Linked DNA regions of Ovis aries: region 1 is linked to region 2. A link is a contact called in public Hi-C data. All regions are on one chromosome and are shown on one strand. Each heading gives the region's core, a stretch centred on a gene start, on an enhancer-like site or on the middle of the called end of the contact. The rest is flanking DNA. Distances are from core to core; before and after follow the strand shown. Region 1 holds the start of NAA40 (N-alpha-acetyltransferase 40, NatD catalytic subunit). Region 2 holds the start of ZFTA (zinc finger translocation associated).

What was found. A called contact is a pair of places that touch in the nucleus more often than the background predicts.
Region 1: a contact with region 2 is called in a Hi-C map of hypothalamus, with 3 times the contacts expected there. The contact joins the promoter of NAA40 here to the promoter of ZFTA in region 2. A contact is called at or near these places in 6 of 16 Hi-C or Micro-C datasets (blood, hypothalamus, muscle and 2 more).

Annotation. Positions count from the first base shown.
Region 1 is chr21:38,733,923-38,738,150 of ARS-UI_Ramb_v3.0, forward strand. NAA40 (N-alpha-acetyltransferase 40, NatD catalytic subunit) reads left to right here and starts at 1,428. Exons shown (of 8, transcript XM_042238335.1): 1 at 1,428-1,532. The coding sequence starts at 1,527.
Region 2 is chr21:38,572,405-38,576,229 of ARS-UI_Ramb_v3.0, forward strand. ZFTA (zinc finger translocation associated) reads right to left here and starts at 2,148. Exons shown (of 6, transcript XR_006057539.1): 1 at 1,834-2,148.

The sequences.
Region 1 (4,228 bases), core at 178-2,677, 160 kb after region 2:
CTGTTTGGGGGCCACCCCTGTGCTGTGCTGAGGGAAGGACAGGGAGTAAGACCTGACAAAGCCTATAAGGCTTGTCTTGGGTGGCGGTTTTCTGATTTCCATGAGTATGACCCTATCTGGGGAGCTCTTAGAAGCAAATATTCTGGCTCCAGCCCTGGAGATTCTGGGGTAGGCCCCAGGGCCTGCACAGTGCACAGGTTCCCCAGGTGACGGTGATGCGGGTCAAGCGGGGGTCACACTGGTCTGCTGGGATAGACTGAAATGAACGAAGTCCAGGACGCCGGATGTCTCAATTTCACATTACCTTCCACTCCCCAGTAAACATGCCCACCTCCCCTCTGAAGTGTAAGTTCTTGACTGGGACGGCAGGTTGTTTCTTTCTGCATCCCCTGGGCTCCACATAGCGTTAAGTATAGCCCTGTGCTGTGCTTAGTCGCTCAGTCATGTCCAATACTTCGCGACCCCATGGACCATAGCCGGCCAGGGTTCTCTGTCCATGGAGATTCTCTGGCAGCAATACTGGAGGGAGTAGCCATGCCCCCCTCAGGTATGGTCCTGCTGCTGCTGCTGCTAAGTCGCTTCAGTCGTGTCCGACTCTGTTCGACCCCATAGACCGCAGCCCACCAGGCTCCCCCATCCCTGGGATTCTCCAGGCAAGAACACTGGAGTGGGTTGCCATTTCCTTCTCCAATGCATGAAAATGAAAAGTGAAAGTGAAGTTGTTCAGTCATGTCCGTCTCTTTGCGACCCCATGGACTGCAATCTACCAGGCTCCTCCATCCATGGGATTTTCCAGGTAAGGATACTGCAGTGTGTTGCCATTGCCTTCTCCGGTATGGTCCTAGTCAGTGTTTATTGAGAGAGCGAATGAATGGAGGATGAATGAATGCTTAGAAGATAGATATACAGATGAATTAAAAAGAAAAAAAAAGTTAGATGGATGAATGACTCTGCTTAGAAAAGGGATTTCAAGAGTTCACGATCTAGAAGGTGGGAAATGTTCCAAACACCTCTCCTATGCCCGCGGGTTGTAGGAGGGGCAGGTATTTCAGAGGTCTTGACGCGTTTGGTCGGCTGGGAAGGTGGCTGCTCAGCGGATGACCGGGTCAGGCGGAGGAAACGCACAGGCAAGCGCATGGGCAGCGTTGCCACCCACCCGGCTGTCCAGCAGCGCGCTGCCCCGCGGGCTGTGAAGCCGTTGCCATGGTTACAGACACAGCCTGGAGAGAAGGGGGCGGGCCCGGGCTCACGTCATTCCCAGCGCGACGCTTGCTCCGAGCCTCCCGCCTCTTTCTGGTGTGCTAGACCCTCGGCCCGCCTCCCAGGCTCTCCACCTGCGCGCCTTACCCCAGCCCGTCCCTTCGCGGGGCTCTGCGCCGGCGCGGTTCCCGCCGGGGCGCGCTGGGGAGCTCGCGAGGCGCATGCGCAGTAAGGGCCCGCCGCCGCTCCAGTGTCGCCGCTACCGCCGCCTCCCAGCCGGCAAGTGTGGGAAGGAGGAGCTGAGCCCCACCGCCGCCGTTGTCGCCATGGGGGTGAGTGAGGCAGAGGGGGGAGACGCCAGGGCTGGGAAGGCTCCCCGTTCCCCTTGCCACCCCCCTGCGCCCCCATTGTTCCTTGAACCCCCTCTCACGTGACCCTGACCCCCTCTGGCCTCACGTGACCCCCCCTCCCAGCCCCCACATGACTCGACTACCTCAGTCGAAGTGTCCCCACGCCCGGCCCAGCCCTGGAAATCTCCTGGGGAGCCCCCTCTCCGGGCCCCACCCCCTACGGTGCCCCCCGTCTCTCGCGTCGCGCCCGCCCCTGCCTTCCTCTAGGATCTGTTATCTTCTTGGCGCCCACCCCCCATCCCCGAGCAGTCCCTGGGTATCCCCTACGCCCCCGGGGGTCACCCATCATCCGGCTGTCACTAGCTTCGTGGCTTCCCATATCCTAGGCCTGCACTGGCTCGGAGGGAACCGAGGCCCAAAGGAAACGAGGCACCCAGCCAAGGTCACAGACAGTGACTGGGGGCCAGACCCTGACTCAGGGCTCTCGAATCCCCGGCCTCAGCGCTTCCCGCTACTCGGCGAAGCTGGTTTCCCCAGGATCTTTCGAATGTCTCCACCAGGTTCCTCTTGCTCCAGAAACATTCTTTTCCTTATCGACAGAGGCTTGCCTTCAGGGGCTTCCCAGATGCACGCAAGTGGGTCTTATTAGTTGGGTTGCTAGTGGTATTCACACCGCAGGTGGTTTTGCATGGGGAAGCTGTGCAGAAGCTGAGCAGGGGGCGGTGGAAGGGCCCGGGTGATGGCCCCAGCCCCGGATGGATAGTGACCACCTGTTCCGCAGAAGGCAGTCTAGAGGTGCGTTTTATGCCTTTCCCGGGCATGCGCTGATAGAAGGTTGGGCAGAAGTTACTCGCGTGTTTCTGTGAGTTCACCTTCCTGAAGTCCTAGTTAGAGCAGCACTGGTCACTCTCCTGAATAAGTAACTGGCCCTCCCTGGCACCACGTATCTTAGTTTTTACACGAAATTTCCACCACCTGTAGTGAGTCTTCACTTTGGAGCCAGAGAAACTCCAGTTCCAGCCTGATCTTCCTTTACTGGCAGCATGATGTTGTGCCAGTGACCTGGCCTTTGTGGATTTGAATTTCCTCATGGATGTGATGAGGATACCTTCCCTTTGAGACAGATGTGAGGATTAAATGAGATAGTAAATGTAAATAATCACATGGCTGCCTCTTAAATAAGGGCTGTTATTTTCCCCTGTATTCTCAGCCTTCAGTTTTCTAAAATAGATTTGTGCTATTTTTAACCCATTGGGTTTGTCCCTACAGTTATTGACCTAGATTTTTATCCTCTCCACTCAAATAGTTATTGACTGAATAAATCAACTTGTTAGACAGAAATGGTTGTCTTACCCATGTCAGAGCACTTTATGTAATCCATGTCAAAACCTATTCACTGTGTTTCAGCAAGGACTTTGGGACACTGTGCTTCATGTGTAGAAAATCAAGTTTGGAGGCCTTAGGCATCTTTAACCTAGATTTTAGTGAAAGGTCCCAGGCCCCATCTTCTGTTGAAACTGAATAAAATCTTGTGTCCCTGGTATTATTTGGTGAATCTGCCCAGCATCAGCCGTTCCAGACTGAGCAGAAAGCAGCAAGCATAACATGCCATTCTGGTTCAACACTTCCTCATTGGCTGAGTTGAAACAGCCGGCCTCAGAGATCCTGAGATCCTGCTGCTTTCTGTAGGGCCCCAATCTTATTACTCATACGTTACAGATGTGTTTCTCAGAACAGCCCCTACCTGGTTGGTCTCTTCCGGCCTAAAGCTCACTACAAAAGAGAGATTTGAATTTTCCTCCCTGATGCAGAACCAGAACCCTCTTGTTATCCTCATTCTTTATGAGTGGGGGGCTGTGGACTCCCCACCTCATGTCGGAAGGGTCATGGTTCCTAGCCATTGCCCTCCAGCAGAGCGCCTTGCTGCATATGGCGGTCTGGCTGCTGGCTGAGGGGGAGGGGGGCCTCAGGCGGGGCGCCGTTCTCTTCATAGTTCTCTCGCCCTTGCTGCCACACAGGTGGTGTCTCAGGAATTAGAATTTAGAGCTCTGTCTCGGGCTTCCCTGGTGGCTCAGCTGGCAAAGAATCCACCTGCAATGCAGGAGACCCTGGTTTGACTCCTGGGTTGGGAAGATCCCCAGGAGACGGGAACGGCTACCCACTCCAGTCTTCCGGCCTGGAGAATTCCATGGACTGTATAGTCCGTGGAGTTGTAAAGCGTCAGACACGACTAAGCAACTTTCACTCACTCTCTTTGCCAGAAACAAGTTTTTTTTCTGGATTCCTTGTGGGATGGAAGCTTTAATACTGAAAACCTAACGGGTACCAAGGCTGTTTTCTGGAAGGTGCCTCCTGCCCTCATGTTGGTGTTTTTTAATTTTACTCTGTGACCCCTCACAGTCATAGAGCTACTATTATGCCCAGCAGTCTTAGAAATACCACTTTGAGGGACTTACAGGTGGTCTAGTGGTTAGGACTGTGTTCTCACTGCCAAGGGTGCAGGTTCAAGCCCTAATGAGGGGATTAAGATCCCACAAGCTGCAAGGTGTGGCCAAAAGAGAGAGAGAGAGAGACTGCTTTGATAGAAATAGCAAGGGGAGGAGTTTGACAGCTGCATGTGAAGACAGCACTTGCATCAGTTTATTACAGCAAGCGTCATTTACGTTTAATTGATGGAC
Region 2 (3,825 bases), core at 898-3,397:
CAAGGCACCCCTTCTGGATGAGCACTGTCCGGGTAAAGCCAGGGCAGCAGCCTGCTGCAGCGGTTATAGCCAGAGCAGAGCGGGCAGCCGGGCCAGAGAACAAAGGGGGCATCTGTCTGCACACAGGACCCACCGCCCGAGGCCCCAGCCCGGAGGGCCCCACCCAAAGATGATCTTTTTCCCTTTCTGCAATAATGCCTCAAATACACCCTCCTAAGAGGCCCATTTTAAGGGGTACTAAGCACTGTCAGGTCCCCAAATTAAGGAACCCCATGACAAAGCTGTCAGCACCTCCAGAGAAAGGAGTTTTTAGGACTAGAGTCTGGGAGAGCTGATGACTGGAAGGGGCTGGCAGGAGGGCCACCAGAGTCGCTACTGAAGATACTGCAGCAGGGAGTGGCCACCACCCACTGGAATCCATTAAGTCTTTCTGGGGATTTATTTTTCACTCTGGCCCGGAGCTGGCCACTGCCCAGCAATCAGCGGGCAGGCAGTGGAGAGGCCACCAACCCAGTGGTGTCCCCTTTTGCCAAACGGAGACCCTGAGCAGTCCCTCCCACTTTCCCTACAGTTTGGACCGTATTTCATTTAGAAAAGGGTCTCCTGGCCAAATAGGCTAAATAGACAGGTGTGGTCACCCTCCCAGTAGAGAATCTCACCGTATGGAAAACAAAAGCCAGGATCAGAGGGGGCTCCTGTCACCCTGTTTTTGTTTGGTTTTAAGTACATAGAAGAAAAAGAAAGCGCTAGTTTCAGAGTCAGAAACCTGGGTTTGACTCCGGGCTTCACTGGTAGCTTGCTCTGTGACCTTTGGTAGGTGATGTCCGCTCTCTGGGCCTGAGTGTCTTTGTCTGCCAAGGCACTGGATAGCTAGCGGGTCTCTCAGCATCCTTCCAGCGCCGGATCTGTTAGTCTAAGGTGGACTGGCCCTTTAAGAGCCGAAAAAAGGGGAGGAGCTGGGAGTCTTTAAAAACAAAAGGGGATGGGGAATTTCTAGGAGGGGAGCTCTGGCATTAGGGGTGAAGCTCCAGAGCCTGGACGAAAGCTTCAGGGCTCTTAAGCCGTTGACCCCGCATAGAGAAACAGCCTCCTTTGAGAGCAAACGGGGAGGACTGGCTGGTCCCGCTATAGCTGACAAATTGTGGCAAAATTTCTGAAAAGATGGGAGGGGTAACGCGCGGATACAAGGGAAGTGAATGCCACTGTGGGCGAGCCCATCTCTTTAAAAACTGCCCGCCCGTGGGGAAGGTACTGATAGGTCCCCAAGAGGCGCAACCCATGCTCTCTTCCAGGGAGAACATAGGGAAAAAAGAAAAAAGGTGCCCTTCTCTAGGCGAGGCCCCAGAGGAGAAGACAGCCCAACTTAGAGCAGCGGAGTCCCCAGCTCAGTTCTTCTGGAGGGAAGCCCCGGAAAGGGACCCAAGGTCTGGGCAGACTTTTTAAGAGACAGCCGGTTAAGGGAGACCACCTGGGAGTCTGAAAGAGAAAGGGACGGGGGACGCAAGTCCCAACAGCCTAGAGCGCGAGCCCCGCGGCGCCAGGCCAGGTCCTTTGGGGCCCCTCCAGCTCGGCCTCCGAGGCGGGGGCCGCGGGGCCCTTTAAGGGGGAGGGGATCCGCCCGAGCCCCGCAGGCCAACCCCGGGAGCTGGGCGGGGGGCTCCGCCGCTGGCGCTGCAGCCACAATCCGCGCCCGCCAGGTGGCGCCCCCGCCCGCCCTGCCCGCGTCCCCCGCTTTGTTCGGCGGCGAAGAGGGGCCCGGAGCCCGGAGCCGCAGCCCTCCCCTCCCCCACGCCGGGGCCCCCGCCCGAGCCGCCGGCCCCAGCCAGCTCTTACCGCCGTCGTCCTCCTCGGGTTCCGCGCTGCCGCTCGATCCGGCGGGCGGCAGCCATCGGCCCCGTGCCGAGGCCGCTGCTGGCCCGGGGCCGCCGCCGCCGCCGCCGCCGCTCCGGCTCCGGTGGTCCCCGCCAGGCTCCATGCGCTGCGCTGCGGCGCGGGGCCCCGGGGCGGCAGGGCGCGGGGCCGCGGGGCCGGCGGCGGCCGGCGCGCGGCGCTCGGTGCGCGGGGCCCCGGGGCGCGGGGCGCATGCACAGGGCGGCCGGCAGCACGGACGGCAGGCTGCTCGCTCGGCGGCGCGGGCTGGACCGGGGTGGGGATTCCTGTCTGGGGCCCCTGGGGCTCCTTTAAGGGCTCCTGGGTAAATTTAAAGGGGCCGCGCGCTATTTCCTCCTGCCAGCTCGCGGGGGGCTGGGGGGAGTGTCGGGAGGCTAAGAGCCCGACCGAGGCTCCGTATCCGGCGCTCGCCGCGGACGTTAGGAGCACGGACCTCGCCGTCCTCGCGGGCCCGCGCTGCCGCCTGCGGGGCTCGGGTCCCGGCTTCTGGAGGGTCACCGAGGTGGCCAGGGGCGCAGCGTCCGTTGCGACGCGCTTCCACCCAGGCTCGGCTCGCAGCCACTGCCCCCTCGGGGCATGTCAGCGGCCGGCTTCCCGCACCCGCGCTGGCAGAGGGGGTCGCCCGGTGGGGAGGCCCGGGCCCCTGCCAGGGGCTGCCTCCCGCGCGAGCTCGGCGCGGGCCCCACAGCGGACACGAATGGCAGGGGCCCCAGATGGCCGCGGCCCCGCGGAGAGGGTGGAGCCGCGGGGGCGGCCGCGCCCCCTCCCGGGGGAGCCGCCGGGGAGCGCTGAGAGCTCAGGCTTCAGCCCTGGAGGGCGGACGAGCCAAGCGCCCTCGGAGCTGGCCGGGGCGGGGACCGCGGCCTCGGAGATCGAGGCCGAAGAGAGGGGGCGCGCAGGAGAGCCGGCCGCGCCGAGGCCCGACGCCGCTGGGCGTTGGGGGCCCCAGGATGGAAGCCGGGAAGAGAGGGGTTGCGCCGCGGTCGTCTCTGGCTCCTACCCTCGCAGGCCTGGGGGTGGCAGACGCGGCCCTGGACCCTCTGGCCGGCACGAGGAGGCAAAGAACGCTGACCACGAGCGAGGTGTCGGCACCTGGGGACGCGCCCCACCACGGCTGGGAAGCGCTGGGGCTGACCCTGCGTGCGAGCCCCGGGATGCCTCGGAGCCCCCAGGTCCCAGGAAGCGGAGGAAAGGGGCCCTGAAAAGCAGCCAGGGGCTCGGCAGCCCGGGGTCCTTCCTCGAGGACCGGCTGGAGGAGCAGGTGCTTTCTTTGCCTGTGGTTGGTCGCCCACAACAAAGGCGATTCCTAGAGATCCAAATTACAGGGTGCGGGAGGCCGTGCAGGGTCTTATTATCTCGAGGTGGGTTCTATTCTCTTTTGGGGGGATGTGCCCAGCAATCCGTTAAAGTCACGCTTGACACACATTCCTTTGCTCACTCCACACCTACTGTGTGCCAGCGTGCCCCTAGGCGCTGGGCAGACAGCAGGGAGCAAGACCCACAAGTCTGATACTGACTTAGCACCCACGGCTTATGAAAAGAAAACAGTCCCCTTGAGGAGCCATGGGAAATTCTAAATTACTTTCAGCACTGGAAGCCCGTCTTCTGAATGTGAAGAAGGGCTGGGAACTAAAATTTCTGTAGTGTCTAAAAGGTGGCTGTCACGGCGGGAGACGTCCCATCTCTTCCTCAGTCCCCATGATGACCTGCGAGAGACAGGCTATTCTGTCCACTGCTGGCCTTCCTGCGCTCCCTGACTTACACGAGGGCAGGGGCCCTGATGCTAATGCAGTGCCAGATGGGGCCATGTGATGGGGGATTCCCTCATTCATGCGTTCTTTACCTCTGCCAGGCCAGGGACACAAAGGTGAAATAAGACATGGACCTGGCCTTCACCTTTTCCTAAGTATGGTTTTTATTTTATATTTTTTAAAA